Regions from separate parts of the Mus musculus genome. Here regions 1, 2, 3 and 4 are each linked to region 5. The links are chromatin contacts, called in public HiChIP or PLAC-seq maps. All regions are on one chromosome and are shown on one strand. Each heading gives the region's core, a stretch centred on a gene start, on an enhancer-like site or on the middle of the called end of the contact. The rest is flanking DNA. Distances are from core to core; before and after follow the strand shown.

The links. HiChIP or PLAC-seq counts read pairs in DNA pulled down with a chosen protein or histone mark.
Region 1: a contact with region 5 is called in an H3K4me3 HiChIP or PLAC-seq map of bone marrow-derived macrophages, with 6 times the contacts expected there. The contact joins the enhancer-like site here to the promoter of Hspa13 in region 5. A contact is called at or near these places in 2 of 484 Hi-C or Micro-C datasets (bone marrow-derived macrophages and embryonic fibroblasts), 5 of 115 datasets of contacts at active chromatin or transcription factors (astrocytes, bone marrow-derived macrophages, cardiomyocytes and 1 more) and 1 of 9 other capture datasets (adipose tissue).
Region 2: an H3K27ac HiChIP or PLAC-seq map of thymic regulatory T cells shows a contact between it and region 5, with 7 times the contacts expected there. The contact joins the enhancer-like site here to the promoter of Hspa13 in region 5. A contact is called at or near these places in 8 of 39 promoter capture datasets (the 3T3-L1 cell line, 3T3-L1-derived adipocytes, the HPC-7 cell line and 5 more), 2 of 15 datasets of contacts at CTCF or cohesin (large pre-B cells and pro-B cells), 45 of 484 Hi-C or Micro-C datasets (the AML12 cell line, B cells, the Ba/F3 cell line and 33 more), 18 of 115 datasets of contacts at active chromatin or transcription factors (the NIH/3T3 cell line, bone marrow-derived dendritic cells, bone marrow-derived macrophages and 14 more) and 4 of 9 other capture datasets (adipose tissue, embryonic stem cells, liver and 1 more).
Region 3: a contact with region 5 is called in an H3K4me3 HiChIP or PLAC-seq map of stem cell-derived neural progenitor cells, with 4 times the contacts expected there. The contact joins the enhancer-like site here to the promoter of Hspa13 in region 5. A contact is called at or near these places in 3 of 484 Hi-C or Micro-C datasets (the Ba/F3 cell line, CD4 T cells and liver), 7 of 115 datasets of contacts at active chromatin or transcription factors (acute myeloid leukemia, astrocytes, bone marrow-derived macrophages and 3 more) and 3 of 9 other capture datasets (adipose tissue, embryonic stem cells and liver).
Region 4: an H3K4me3 HiChIP or PLAC-seq map of pro-B cells shows a contact between it and region 5, with 9 times the contacts expected there. The contact joins the enhancer-like site here to the promoter of Hspa13 in region 5. A contact is called at or near these places in 1 of 39 promoter capture datasets (the HPC-7 cell line), 9 of 484 Hi-C or Micro-C datasets (the G1E-ER4 cell line, the HPC-7 cell line, LSK cells and 5 more), 5 of 115 datasets of contacts at active chromatin or transcription factors (astrocytes, fibro-adipogenic progenitors, large pre-B cells and 2 more) and 3 of 9 other capture datasets (adipose tissue, embryonic stem cells and liver).

The regions. Positions count from the first base shown.
Region 1 is chr16:76,602,678-76,605,437 of GRCm38.p6, reverse strand. No RefSeq gene overlaps it. Among named protein-coding and RNA genes, the nearest start is that of Gm30726, 55 kb to the right of the region's middle. Within about 2 kb of position 1,262, at least 33 of the 459 cell types and tissues checked have an H3K27ac peak or open chromatin away from gene starts, as enhancers often do. A contact at or near this core is called in bone marrow-derived macrophages, where this site is marked.
Region 2 is chr16:76,353,025-76,355,759 of GRCm38.p6, reverse strand. The region is part of intron 1 of Nrip1 (nuclear receptor interacting protein 1); the gene reads left to right. Among named protein-coding and RNA genes, the nearest start is that of Nrip1, 19 kb to the left of the region's middle. Within about 2 kb of position 1,264, at least 45 of the 459 cell types and tissues checked have an H3K27ac peak or open chromatin away from gene starts, as enhancers often do. A contact at or near this core is called in CD8 T cells, DN3 thymocytes, the HPC-7 cell line and 7 more, where this site is marked.
Region 3 is chr16:76,538,550-76,541,249 of GRCm38.p6, reverse strand. No RefSeq gene overlaps it. Among named protein-coding and RNA genes, the nearest start is that of Gm30726, 8.9 kb to the left of the region's middle. Within about 2 kb of position 1,334, at least 113 of the 459 cell types and tissues checked have an H3K27ac peak or open chromatin away from gene starts, as enhancers often do. A contact at or near this core is called in the Ba/F3 cell line and stem cell-derived neural progenitor cells, where this site is marked.
Region 4 is chr16:76,679,063-76,681,810 of GRCm38.p6, reverse strand. No RefSeq gene overlaps it. Among named protein-coding and RNA genes, the nearest start is that of Gm30790, 99 kb to the left of the region's middle. Within about 2 kb of position 1,395, at least 120 of the 459 cell types and tissues checked have an H3K27ac peak or open chromatin away from gene starts, as enhancers often do. A contact at or near this core is called in the HPC-7 cell line, LSK cells, the P5424 cell line and 3 more, where this site is marked.
Region 5 is chr16:75,765,392-75,768,091 of GRCm38.p6, reverse strand. Hspa13 (heat shock protein 70 family, member 13) reads left to right here and starts at 1,274. Exons shown (of 5, transcript NM_030201.3): 1 at 1,274-1,357. The coding sequence starts at 1,333.

The DNA.
Region 1 (2,760 bases), core at 13-2,512, 840 kb before region 5:
TGCACAGGGAACTTTCCCAGATCTTACAGCCCCAAGTCTTACAGCCCTTTGTCTTTTACGCACAGAACCCAAATCCTGGTTGTCACACTTCAGTTAGCAAGAAGCTGAGCTACAGAAGCCAAAAAACCATGTTAGTGCATTTAAGGTCTTTCCTGGAACTACGGACCAGGCCTTTGATGGATTAGGTCTTTGTTCCCATTTTGGCAGATGTTGGGGCCTATGCTCTGGGTTTTAAGGTCAAAATGGTGCCTCTAGCATGGAGTCATTCGTGCTAAGCTCTGGGGACCTGTTTGGGCTTAACATTTTTATTAGAAGAATTTGCACACTGTGTAGACCTGCAATGGAGAGAGAGAAAGTCGGGAGTTGTAAATGAGACCTCAAGTGGTTTTTCTTCACAACCTGATAATGAGCAGGCAGTGTTGGAATCCCACTTCCCTGCAGCTGCTTGGGAAACCCAGATCCCCTTGGTGTGCCTGGTTCCTTTCACCCAAAGGATATTGTAACTTTCTATGTGCTCCCAAGGTCTTCAGGAACTGACTTCTCTAACAGCTGCTAGGAAAGTTATTAATGACTGAGTCCCAAATAGTAATTGTTCTGCTTCATGGAATACTGGGATGTCGTAAGCCTACCCAGAGAGTATTCGTTGTTTCAGTGATGAGAGTTGATCAGATTCCTATAAAGACAATCTCGAGGTGCCTCTCCTCAGGCTTGGGATACAGGATTTTTCATCTGATAGCAGGGTTTCTTTTACATAAAATGAAGTGTTAAAAATCTCATGGCAAATTAAGGCCCAATGGGACATCCTTAATCGTTAGGAGAAAAGTCAATATGTGGTTGCTCATATTTTGAGCAAATGATAATTATGTGTGTGTCACAAAACTCTGTGTTCTATAGGATAAATGGCCAAGCAGATAATTCATTCAATATCACTGTTTTTCCTTTCCTGTATGGCTTTGGGGGGGGGGGGGGGCGCTGTTCCTTAATCTGCTCCCATTATAGCACATTCCTAACTAAGTTACTCAAATACCCAGGCCTCTGCCTTTAGAAAAACCTAGGGACGCTCTCTGGAAAAGCCACACTTCCAGGTATCCACAAGCTTCTGAGAACAACGCTGACAGAACAGGACGTGTGTCTATAACCTCTCACTAACTTTTGACTTGGACATTTCTTAAGTGAAACCCATGCTGTGTCTATTGTATGACTTACCATTTTCCCTCACAATGTAATCACAAGACCATCTTAGCTGTAGTTTCACTTCTGCAGCAATCAAGCCTCAGTCTTATTGCTCCCCTAGCACGGTGATTCTTCTTTTTCTTCAGTCCCCTTGGTTGGAAACCCCAAAGTCCCGCCTCTGTCGTTGCCCAGCCATTAGCTGCTGGCAGCTTTGTTTACCAACCAGAACCAGCTAAGGTCAGGGACCCTCAGCGCCTCACATGCAGGATTCTACTGCAATTACCAAATAGCAGGATTCAAGCAATAAACCAAATCCGCAAGAGACCGTAAGAAAAAAGTTCCAATAAGTCACTTCCTCTTTCCCAAGGCTTATAACTAAAGCTATCTAAATTTCTAGCAAAGTGTATGAGTCAAAAAGGGGAGAGCCTAGAAGACATAGCACACCTCTCTCGAAGGCAATTGGTTTCCAAAGGACTTTTAATTCCTACAATTTGTAAGTAAACCAGAAAAATCATTACAGGTGCCCTGTTCATCCCAGAAGCCCTAGATGCCTATAAACCACATAATGTTATCTTTTACATGTCTAACACACTTCACATATATCACACACTTAGCAAACAAGACAATGTGTAAAGCACACACAGCAATGTTGAAGCCTGTGATAAGCTTTGGTGATATTTTTGTTTCCTTCTGCCTATCACCAGAGCAGTTCATGTTTTCTTTCTCCAGCTCTGAAGAAAAGAACTGGAGGAAAAAAAAATAGAGCTTTCTAAATATGACAAATGTTCAGAAGTTTGCAATTCACTTTTGGCAGGGCTGTTGATGTCAGTGAGCTCCTCCAGAAACCTGTATTGATGTCATTTTAATATTTCAAATGGTTCATTTGGCAAACATAAACAGTACCGATAGATTTGATTCTGTGGCCTTTTGCTTGGATAATGGATGTAGAACTTGGTACTAACTGGATTTTCTTGTTCCTCTGTTTTTAAAATTCAGGGAGCATATGAGGGAAAAAAATGACAGATAGAAAAAGAAAGACAGAAAGCTGTTAAGATCCTTGTCATGGTAGCATTTTTAGGAACCAAGATACCTCTGGGCCCTAAATTCCTTAGAAGTCTCTTGTCAAGCAAGCCCCTTCCCTCCAGCTTGTCACTCAACAACCAGGAATCATCTTCCCCTGACAACATCTGCCCAAGAGCTAGATGGAGAACTTAGTTCTACACCTTGGTACCGTATGGTGCAGAGATTAATTTCCTTTTCTGCCTTTCCACTCCAGGATCCTACACTTTGTTTGCTCACCTCTAGCTGGATTGTTTACATTGTTAAATCCTTGAGGATGTGTGTGGCATTTTCTTTGGGGCTTGCAATTACCCTAGTTCCTTTTAACACTCTGAAAGACAATCAGTCTTTAATTTACAATCTTCTTCTTCTTCTTCTTCTTCTTCTTCTTCTTCTTCTTCTTCTTCTTCTTCTTCTTCTTCTTCTTCTTCTTCCTCTTCCTCTTCCTCTTCCTCTTCCTCCTCCTCCTCCTCTTCTTCCTCCTCCTCCTCTTCTTCCTCCTCCTCCTCTTCCTCTTCCTCTTCCTCC
Region 2 (2,735 bases), core at 15-2,514, 590 kb before region 5:
GTAGTTTACTTTCCTTTCTTTAGGTGAATTAAAGTGTTGTGGTATCTAATTTATTTTAGACTTGCATTTTATTATGGTAGAGGAACTGTTTTATAGGGTTGTTGTTTCAGTGTATCTTGATACGTTTTGGCGTTTGAAGAGTACTCCTTGTGCCCTGTCATTTATGGTAGTGGATTTCTTTCAACCTATGGTATTTCCTTTCTTTTATTAATGCAGTATGACTGGACCCGAGACATTGGAAGTGCGGTCTTCTAGTCAGTTAGTGGAACATATGCTTGTTCCACTTATTAAAAATGAAACAGAAACTCATGGCTTTTTCTTTTTAATCTGGAGATGGAAAGATCTTGTGCATGTTATGTAAGCACTCCACCACCGAGCTACCACCTTACCCTCATAGATCTTTTTTTTTTAAGGAGGAAAGAAAATCTTAATTAAAATACAACTACATCAATTCCCCCTCCCTTTTCCAGCCCCCACCCCATTCAAATTCATGGCCTGCTTTTCTCTAGTAGTTATCTTTAAATAGGTAAATAAATGCAAAAGATACATAAAAAACAACCTGCCCAGTCGAATCCCTTTGCTATACTGGTGAGAAGACTATTTCTCCATTCTCTCCTGCTTAGCTTCTTAGTTGTAGTTATCTGTAGTTGTGTGTCTATGGGTGGGGACCAGTAAGATCCTCTAGTCCCCTCCCCCATGCTTGCATGTTGATTGGTGGTGTCATTGCCCAGACCTTGTTTATGCAGCCATATTGTTGAGGATTCGTGGGTGATGCCTCCCAGTCATTTTTGCCAGATACAATCTCGTAGAGGACTTCCTGTTCTCTGGCTTTTATTATCTTTGTGCTCCCTTCCTCCATAAGTTTCCTTGACCCTTATGTAAGGTTGTTGTGTTATATATGGGTCAACTAGGGAAACAATTATAAACAAAGGGTGCTGTATACATTACAGAGTTAGAATTTTAATATACATAACATCCTTTATTTATAACTGTATATACGTACACATATATTAGTTTCTAGAAATCGTTGTGTGATGGTAGAAAATACTAGCTCTATCATGTGTTTTGGGTTTTTTTTAATGCTGCTAAAGGATATGGAATGCCTCTTTACCCCAGTTTTAGGCAGATATGAGAGCCAAGAGTATGTGATGGACTTATTCAAACATATTCTTATTGTTCTGTATGTGATTGTAAAGTGGGCCTGAGTGTGCGTGCACAGATGTGCCGGCATGCATGGGTGCGTGCACCTGTTGATTGCATCACTCCTTTGATGTCTCCTAACTCGGGGTGAAGGGGGTGCTTCCTGTCCTTGTCAGTGGATCTTTTCTCCTAGGTACACGTCCTGCTTTTCTGTGTTCTGTGACCTTGCAGTCATGACTTCAGCCCAGAATAGTTTCAAAGTCATGTAAATGAATGCAATTAAGGTATTGCTTATCAACGTCCATAGTTCAGACGGAACCTTACTGGATGCAGAGGCTTGTTTGTCTCATGAGGAAGGTCAGAATAAGGTTAAATTGTATTACATAAAATGATACAGGGATGTTTTTATTAAGCTGATTGAAAAAAAAATGTCATAATTGAAAAAATCCTAATGTTTTTCCCCTCTAATTATCTGAATGTCTTCTTCATTTTTTTTTCCTTTTTGTTAGTTTTTTGTTTGCTTGATTATTCTCTGGAATAAACAACACTTTCAAGGAGATGTCTTTTGTCTACTTGTAAAGCCTTGGATTGGGACATCTTACTCAGTTACAATTCTAGGTGTAATGACGAGCACAGCTAAGCTGACAACTTGGCTGCTGATGGGAGGTGGCTCTGGGCTTGCTAATGTATGTCCTTAGAAGACTTGTGCAGTGTTGGTTACCAGGCAGGTGACACGGGACATTTAAACTGTAGGAAAGACAGTCCCACTACACGGGTAGGCCTATCGTCTGTGGGATAGACAGAGCTCCAAAGTAGACCCTGGAGGCTGTATGGAGAAAGGGCTGAAAGTGTGACTGTGTGGATATAAAGCAATTAAGAGAAAAATAAGTACCATTCACTCTCCTTTTGTGATTTTTTTCCAAAGTAGGTTGTACTCATCGATTCAGGATTTAAGGCTCCTGTTTACTTAACAGCTCTTTACTGAGAGTCAGCTAGATGCTCTTGCAACAGACATGACAGATACTTGGGGCCCGTAAAAGAAAAATGAGTGACTCCCAGTCACAATGAGAACAACAATAAGTAGACACAACATTACTGAGAGATGGAGTGTTATAAGCCTGTTTAGCTAGCATGGGCGGGGGGGGGGGGGGAGGCACCACACCAAGAAATCTGGCCTCTGTATAAAGAGACTGAAAGCTCCAAGTAAAATGAAGGTGAACTAGCTTCGTATTAGGTTCGTATTTTGGTTTATAGATTTTTTTTGTAATGTTATGATCCTGGAAAACGTATCCTAAGTTATGGATTAGACACTGAAGAGGCCAACTATGTAAACTCTTGAGTCCAGTAGAACAAAGATGTAGTAAGATCAAGGTGTGTCTATCATACCTTCCCAATCACTGGTTGACTGCACCGTTGGCCCATTGATCAGCATAACCATTAAAAGCCCATGCCTGTACAGTGGAGGCCATGTCTCTGCTGGCCAAATGTATCTTTCAGCCAGGAATATCCTTTGTAGCCTTTGGGCCGTCTGCTTCCCAAGATAGTTATATAGTTATGGATAGAGCTACAAAGTCTTAAGCACTTGTAAGAGCAGG
Region 3 (2,700 bases), core at 85-2,584, 770 kb before region 5:
CGGTTTGTCCAACCAGGTAGATCAGAGGCTTTCTGTTTGCCTTTGTGATCAAAGTCACAAGAGAGAGTCTTTATGAGTCGTCTTTGCTTTTGGCAGTTAGCTTAGTCACTGAACAGAGCTGGAAATTAAAGTGGGTAACAACTCCAAAGTCCAAGAGGGCTCTGAATTAAACATTTGGATTTTCAGAATTGACCATATTACTCATAACTCCCTTATCTTCTGGAAAAACACTTAAGTTCCTTTAAGGGTAAGGCTTTGTCGCACAAGTCCTCAGCCCTTAAATGTTATATTATACTTTAATACTTAACACTTTAATATATTAAATATAAAATGATACATGAATACACACACACACAGGAGCTAAAGAGAAGTTGGCCTAACTTGTGAACAGTTCACGCCCTCGTTTGTCAAAGCATAAGAGAAGAGAGGATTAGGCCTAATTTGTACTCTGGGGTCAGTTGAATACTAAACAGGGGCAGACTTGCAATTACAGTTAAACTATAGTGTCTCTGAGATTTAACAGTGAGTCAGCCCTCGGGTCGCTACCATAGCGACGAGCTTTGTGGACTCATCAAATATTATTCTCAATTTACAAAAAAAAAAAAAAAAAAAAAAAAAAAAAACTGTTATGGAGGCAGACAGGTTAAGTCACTTCTAGAAGATCCTAATATGTCAGCAGGAAAGGGAAGCCTGAAGCAACAGGCTTACTGCACAAATACCTGTGTCTGTGACCTCACACTGGATACTGTTCCTCCCTGAGCCTGGACTTCCTGTCTAGCTAACGAACTTAGCTAACGAGCAAACACACACCTCTAAATGACAAGGAATGGCAAGACTGCTATTTTTTAAAAAGAAGAGGATAGAAAAACAAACAAACAAACAAACAAACACAACAACAAAAGTGACTTAATTTATTCAGGACTAAGTAGGACCTGTTTGTTGTTGTTGTTGTTGTTGTTGTTTTATTAGTGGGAAGATTAAATATTTCCCTGGACTTTCATTTTAGAAATAAACTTAGACAGCAGCATGAATAAACATGAAACAAATGTATTTACTCGTGTTTTATCTAGCGCCTTTGAAACGATGATGTGGACTGTTTCCACCTAGAAAACTGAGTCAGACAGTGATGTAAAGGGTCACTTCTTGAACAGCAATCATGAAGAGACTGAGCTACCGGTTTCTGGCTCAGGCCTTGCAGAAATCTTGAACCAGGACACCGAAGAGTTAACCGGAGGCCCAGACAGTTCCCTGCTGATCTGGTAATGAGAGAGAGAGCCGAGCTGCTGAATGTCAATAGCTCCTTGTGAACTTGGGTAACCCAGCTGAGCCCTGAGCTTGCCAGAGCTGGGGGAGGTAATCAGCTTGACCTTTGTGACCTTCCTGAGGCTCTGCTCTGTCCTGCCTGGAGAAACCTCTTTGCATATGATTTCCACATGCCTCTCCGTTGAAACCCTTTCAGGAGAACTGGACCTGAGTCAGCCTCAAGACGCAGCCTAATAGATAGAAGTTAGTCATTGCTGACGAGAGATTGCACAATACTGTAGGTGCTTGGGGGGAAAAAATGGATGCAAACACATCCTGGCATCCTGGAAACCACAGAAAGATTTCCAGCAACTGCTATGACATCTGTCCTTACAGATTTAGTAAAATGTGACTTATGTTAGAGTTCCGTCGGCCCTTCGCATACACCTATGGAGTTCTAGTCTACCGCTTCTGTTTACCTTTCTGATTTTGGTAGTTCCCGTTCCTTGAATTGTTTACATATTACTACTCTGATTGCCAACCAAGAAGTCATGTATGATGTGCCACAGATAGGTTAAGAGGCTATTTCCTGCCATTTTTGGTGTGTTGTTACACAGCCATTCTTATTCATTTCAAAACCTGAAACCTGAACAATCACTTCAATCAACCCCCATGTGTCGAAAAGTACTGTTCGTAAAAGAATGATGTTATTCATAAACTGAGAATAGGCATCCGAATTCTTAACTGCATCCCTTAGCCATGTAGACAATTGATTTGTATAATGAACCTTAACAATCATAGACTGGAAATTTATAAACAACTCCTATAACAATTGAGAGAAGTCAAATCCTGAAGACTCTTACATGTTACAAAAAGAGGTAGTTGGCTCAAGCACATAGCGGGCATTATTATCAGCTTTAACTCAAAGACACATTATTCTATCAAGGTGCTGGTACCAGTTCCATTGTTACTTTGTGGACTAAAAGGCAAGAAGGTCGCATTTTATGGTAGGCTAAGGAAGCAAACAAGACGAAAAGGTTTGTGTGATCCAATACTGTAAAACATTCTGTACTTTGTTCTTGGAACGAGCATGCGTGGTTGGAAATGCAGAAGAGATAAGCATCTTGCTCCCAACTCTGTTAAATTGAACATTATACCCACTGTTTGGTCTGAAGGAACACAACCCAGTTATAAACCCGACAAGGAGCTGAGGGGGGATTGAAGGTCAAAATTACTTGAAGGACATGGCCCCTGTATTTTTTATCACAACTGATAAACACGAAAAGTCTACCTAACAACTGTACATCAGCCCGATTTGGCTGTTTCTGGCTCAGGTACCTTGTACTTGAAGACGCAAAGGCCTCTGAACAAATATCTTCAGAGTCTGAATCCTAAAGTAGACTGGGTTTTCAAAACACATGCCACGTGCCCATGTCACTACCTGCTAAGATTCTGTTC
Region 4 (2,748 bases), core at 146-2,645, 910 kb before region 5:
AATGAATGTTGAGCAACTGCCATTTGAAAAGTAGTCATGGATGGAAATTTTTGTTCTTTTTTCTGTCTTATTTAAAAAAAGAGAGAGAGAAAAGAAAATCCTGTGAGTCTTCATTTGCATGGCAATGACATGCCTTTGGTGGAGACAGAGTGCTGTATCAGAGAGCAAATGGTTGGCTTTTCCAGGAAGCCTCCTGCACCTGAAACTCTCCATTCATGGTCTTCTAAAAACACAAAGCATATGGACAATTTATGCTGAGGGGGAGAAATTGAAGCTTTTCTCATTTCTGTTGGTATTTTCCGTTATGTTTTTTAAAAAATTACAGCTTTGGCTGCCTTTAGAATTTTATCGTCTCTAAACTATTTGTGATGTCTGTACCCAATTCTCCTTTTAAATCTCTCCTTTGAGGGGAGATGTGCACAGCACACCTTATTAATCAGGAAGCCCGTGGGATGTCCTCTCTTTCAAGTACTTTGAAAATCGCTTACGTCTCTTCTGCCATTTCTGGCAACTCTTTATCAAAGGAAAGAACATAATTCCCTATGTCAACTTTGTGATCTAGATCACAGTGCCTGCTCTAAACTGGGTTTATCAAAGACGGCTATACTATCTGTTGGAACGCACATTGGGAAAACTGTGGGGGGAAGTCAGGGAGCCCCCAGCGCAGGAGTAGATGAGGTAGGAGAGCCATTCTATAATTAGATCCATTCACGGGGGCTCCCCACATCTTACAGCGATTTTTCTCTTTGCCACAGGAATGCTTTAAGTCTCTTCTCTTCTTCCCTTCACACCTAAGCATTTGTTTATGAATCAAAAAATACTTGACATGGAGATGGGGGATGGGGATGCAAACCGAAGGAACCGTAGCCATATTGAGATTAATCAAAATGAAGATAAGCCATCTTTGAAGTTACAGTAAGCCATCCGGGAACTAAGATTCACTGCTGAAACCTTCAGCTCTGTTCATTTGCACCTTGCCTTGTGCCGAACAAATCAGGAAGTGAAACCCAGTAATGACCTACATTTATCAGTAGCCCGCTGGAAAAGAAGGTCCTGAGCTATAGTTCTCCAGTTCCACCCCTCCCCATCCCACCCACACACACCCAGCAGGACGCACACATGCGCAGAGGCAAATTTTTCCACACTATATTCCAGACAGCCTTACCGCTGTTGCTGTGCAGTGAAAGCCACTGATGAATGGTTTGCTTAGGAGCAAAACTGTGAGTTTCTCGGGCTGCTAGGAGAGCCAGTTTTTACCCAAAACAGCTGCGAAACCAGACTGACTTTCCACCTCCCTTGTTGAATACAGGAACTCTTGGCACAATCACAGTGCAAGTAGCACAGGCTCTACCGGGTTACCATTATAGAAACAGACTTGGCCAGCAGGAAGTATTTACATCCTGCACGAAACCCTGATGTTTGACATGAAACCGGAGCTGCTCGCTATGGGTTCAGAGAACAAAAGTCCCCATCTTTGAACTTGCCTCCTAGCCCAAACAAACAAATATTCTTCTTTCCTCTCCATCAAATACCTCAACCCCAACTACTTGCTTCACTGAACTTCTTCATACTGTGCAAATACAGGAAATAAACAAGCTCTGTGCTCTTTCGCCCGGAATGAAACGCACACCCCCGCCACCAAGGATACCACCCAGCTTGGGCTGAGCCTCGCAACGCCTCAGACATCTCCTAAATATGGCGATTATAATTTAATGGAAACAAGCTGGGCTTCCTTCCACAAAAGCAAGGCAAGTTCTGCTGCAGCTAACTGCATGTGAATTTGAGAGCCCTAACTGACATCGAGGCATTTACCAGATCCTGCATAATAAAGAGTAACCGGGCAAAGGAGGGAAATGAGAGAAGGTAGAGTTTCGAGGCTGAGCAAATGGGACCCCAAGATCCAGGAGAAAGAACTACCAACCTCTGACCTTGGCAAGGTTATGATACAAGAAAATAATTTGAAGCCAATGTCCAACCTGTAACTGAAAAAAAATCCAGGGAGGTTTACCAAGTGAACAATTCACTCGAATTAGACTGTATCAGTTTACATCTTTGCTGCGGTAATATAACCATGCACTTAGGAAATGGGTGTGTGTACATGGACAGACAGGAGCTCCGGTATCCAGAAGGAAACTATGTCGTTATTTGCTTCTCAATTTTACTTGGATTTCATAAGCATATGTGGGCAAGGGATACTTGGAAAGAGGTCAAGGGTCATATGCTGGGGGCACAGAAAAGTGATTTTAATGTTGATGGTTTTGATTGTTTTGTGTGTGCCCCATCTCTCTGAGGTTCCCTTCCTTCACCTGCAACAAGGGACCCTCTTAAGACCTGAGGATGTTGCAGTAAGAAATGAGAACCTGGTAGTGGTTCCCAATAACCCTAATGCTGAGACCTTTAATACAGTTCCCCGTGATGTGGTGCCCTCCAATGATAAGATTATTTTCATTGCCACTTCATAATTCTGCTACTGTGATAAGTCATCGTGTAAATATTTTGAAGATAGAAGTTTGCCAAAAGAGTCTCGACCCACAGGTTGAGAACTACTGCTTTAGATACATCTCTAGGGTTGAATGTAAGGGAAGGAAATGGCTTCTTACTTAAAATAGACATATTCATCCGTTTTGCTTTCTTAACTCAAATGATCATTTAAAAAGGTAATGATAATTCATATTGCCATTCATAATGTTTTTCCATTGTTGCTATAACAACTGGCCACAAACTATAGTTTGAAACCACACAAACCAT
Region 5 (2,700 bases), core at 25-2,524:
CCCCCTCAATAATTGTGGTTAATCTTTTCGTCTTGCTGGGATTCAGAATCATCATGGAAGTAAACTTCCGGGTATGTATATGAGGGCGTTTCTGACCTGATTAATTGAGGCGAAAAGACTTCGCCTAACTATGAGCACTGCTATTCCGACATCCAGCAGGTTCAAGGCTGAATTAGAGAGAGAGAGAGAGAGAGAGAGAGAGAGAGAGAGAGATGCCTTCGTTTCCTGTCTCTGCTTCCTGACTGGGTGCAATGGGGACAGCTGGTTAAAAGGTCTTGCCTCCGTGACTTCCTTGCTATGAGGAACTGTACCATTGAACTTTGAGCCAAAATAAATCTTGTCTTCTTCAAATTGCTTTGCTAACGTGTCTTATGGCGCCAGGGGAAAAGTGATCGGATAGTCAACACGTGAAAGGACGGACCTGTCCAGGAAGACAATTCTGGCCATTTATGACATAATTAAAACGAAAAGTAGAATGTATCTTTCCATATTAGTTGGTAATAGCATATGTGAATGTTAATATTAGATTTGAAAATATCTTGGATAAACCATGCGGTCCTGGACAAACTTCATTCCTGACGAGCCCGTGAAATAATTTACTGCCAACAGCATCGGGCTGGCATTGCATTTAATGACTGCAAGGATATTTGCAAAGCAACGAACAGGTACACCAGAGGTGGGGTCTCCGGTAGGACTGCCCCACTGTGGAATGCTAAGGGGACTTCGGAGGGCTTAGGAGAAGTCTATCTAGAATCTTGATTTCGACCAAAGACGCATAAACCTTAAAAAAGAGGCTGAACAACAAAACGAAACAAAAAACAAAAACAAACAAACAAAAAAACCGGAAGTTTGAATTCCCCGCCTGCCTGGCAACGCAACCCACCTCGGAATCTTAATTGGTTTTATCCTCTTTATGCCTTCCAAGCTCTGGACAGTCCAGAACTGCAGTTCCCACAATACAACGCGGTGAGGCGGGGCTACAGGGACTTTTTTTTTTTTTTTTTTTTTTTTTTTTTAACCGCGAGTAAGCTCGCAGCGTTTTGGGTTTGATGAATGACAAACTCTGGCCTTTCCCAGACGCTGCTCCCACAACAAAGCCTGGTTTGTTGGGCCTTCGTGCGTGGGGAGGCCGAGTCTTCCCTCACTGGCCTGAGTAAAATCCGCCCCGCGGCCTCATGGTAGATGGAGTCATTGCTGTGGTGGAAATCGTAGTTCCTCCGGCTAATTCGGAGCCGACGGACTACATTTCCCAGGAGGCTGCGCGACAGCCGGCGACTAGGGGGCGGTGCCTCCCATCGGTACAGTCATCCTTCTGCCTGTTCGGCGGGACTGATGGCCGGAGAGATGACGATCTTAGGTCAGTATCTCAGGGGTCCCTGCAACTATGGAAGTCGACGGGGAAGTTCGACGAGGTCTGGGTGGGCAAGGGTTGGTTGTCTCACTCTCTGAATCACAGGTCACGCAGCCGAAGGGAGCCTGAAAAGGGGGCTAAGGCTGTTTGGAGCTGGTGGGGGCGGGGCGTCTGGAGTCGGGGGTCTGACTTGCCGGAGGCCTCTTGGGGTCGTGCCACCAGCCACAGGTCTGAGAGACGAGGGCCTAGGAATGCTAACGACCTCGGTCTTGAATGGGTAGCCGAAATCGGTTCTCTGTGCGAGAACCCACTGTGAATAAGAAGGGGATCTCGAGATTGAAGACTCTTGGCTTCACTCGGGATGCGGAATTGGGAGGGATTCAAGTCCCTGTGCATTCTTAGATGGATTCTCTTTTGAACATACCGATTGGGAATCAACATTCCCTTGCCAAACGCTGAGATGCTTTTGAGATTTGTCTGTAGGTGGGAAGAGACAAGTGGATAGGTTCTTGGTCTGCTATGATGTGCCAGGCGTTGATTTGAAGGAGCTAGCAATTACCAACAGCACTACCGAGTGACATTATGGGTTTGAGTGGGGACAGGTGTATTACGCAGACTAGTGAAACCAAATCAGATATTAATTCTAAACTCAAAGTGATGTTCTTATTCGCTTTTGTGTACAATATGCCTGATGTTTCTATATGATCTTTTCCCTTAAATATTTGCTGAGCCTCTGCTCTTCATGGGCCGTACTATTCAATGGTGACTAGAACTTGCCTTCGGGAAGTTTACATATTGTTGCTATCAGGGTTAGCACTTGCATACTTCTTCCCTAATATCTATTTTGAAAAGTATATCCTTAATGAATGCTTATATATGCAAAATCTCTTCTGGACTCTATGAGGTAACAGTAGTGCCTAAGCAGTTTTCAGATCAACATATCCAACTTACGTATTTTATCCTTTTGAATGGGTAAAGACGATAACCAAACAGGTTAGACTTACATACCAAAGCTGTCTCTGTGGGAATTTCATAATGGCATTTCATTTTAGTAATAACAGGTAAAAACTGTTTATGAAGCTATCAATCTAAATAGCAATAATCCAAGAAAACTGGATTGTATTTAGCTTTAGTTTCACATTTGTGATATTTTCATTCAACAACAGCATAATGGTTATTTAAATATCTTTACATTTTATTCCTTTATTATCATGTAACGGATTATACAAAAATACATTTGTGAGGGCTTTTGGTTTTTGAGGGTTTTTTTTTTCTCCTTTGTTTTTAATTGTACCCCGATGGAATGTTAAAAACTTGATGTCCAAAAGAAGTAGCTAATAATCCTATAA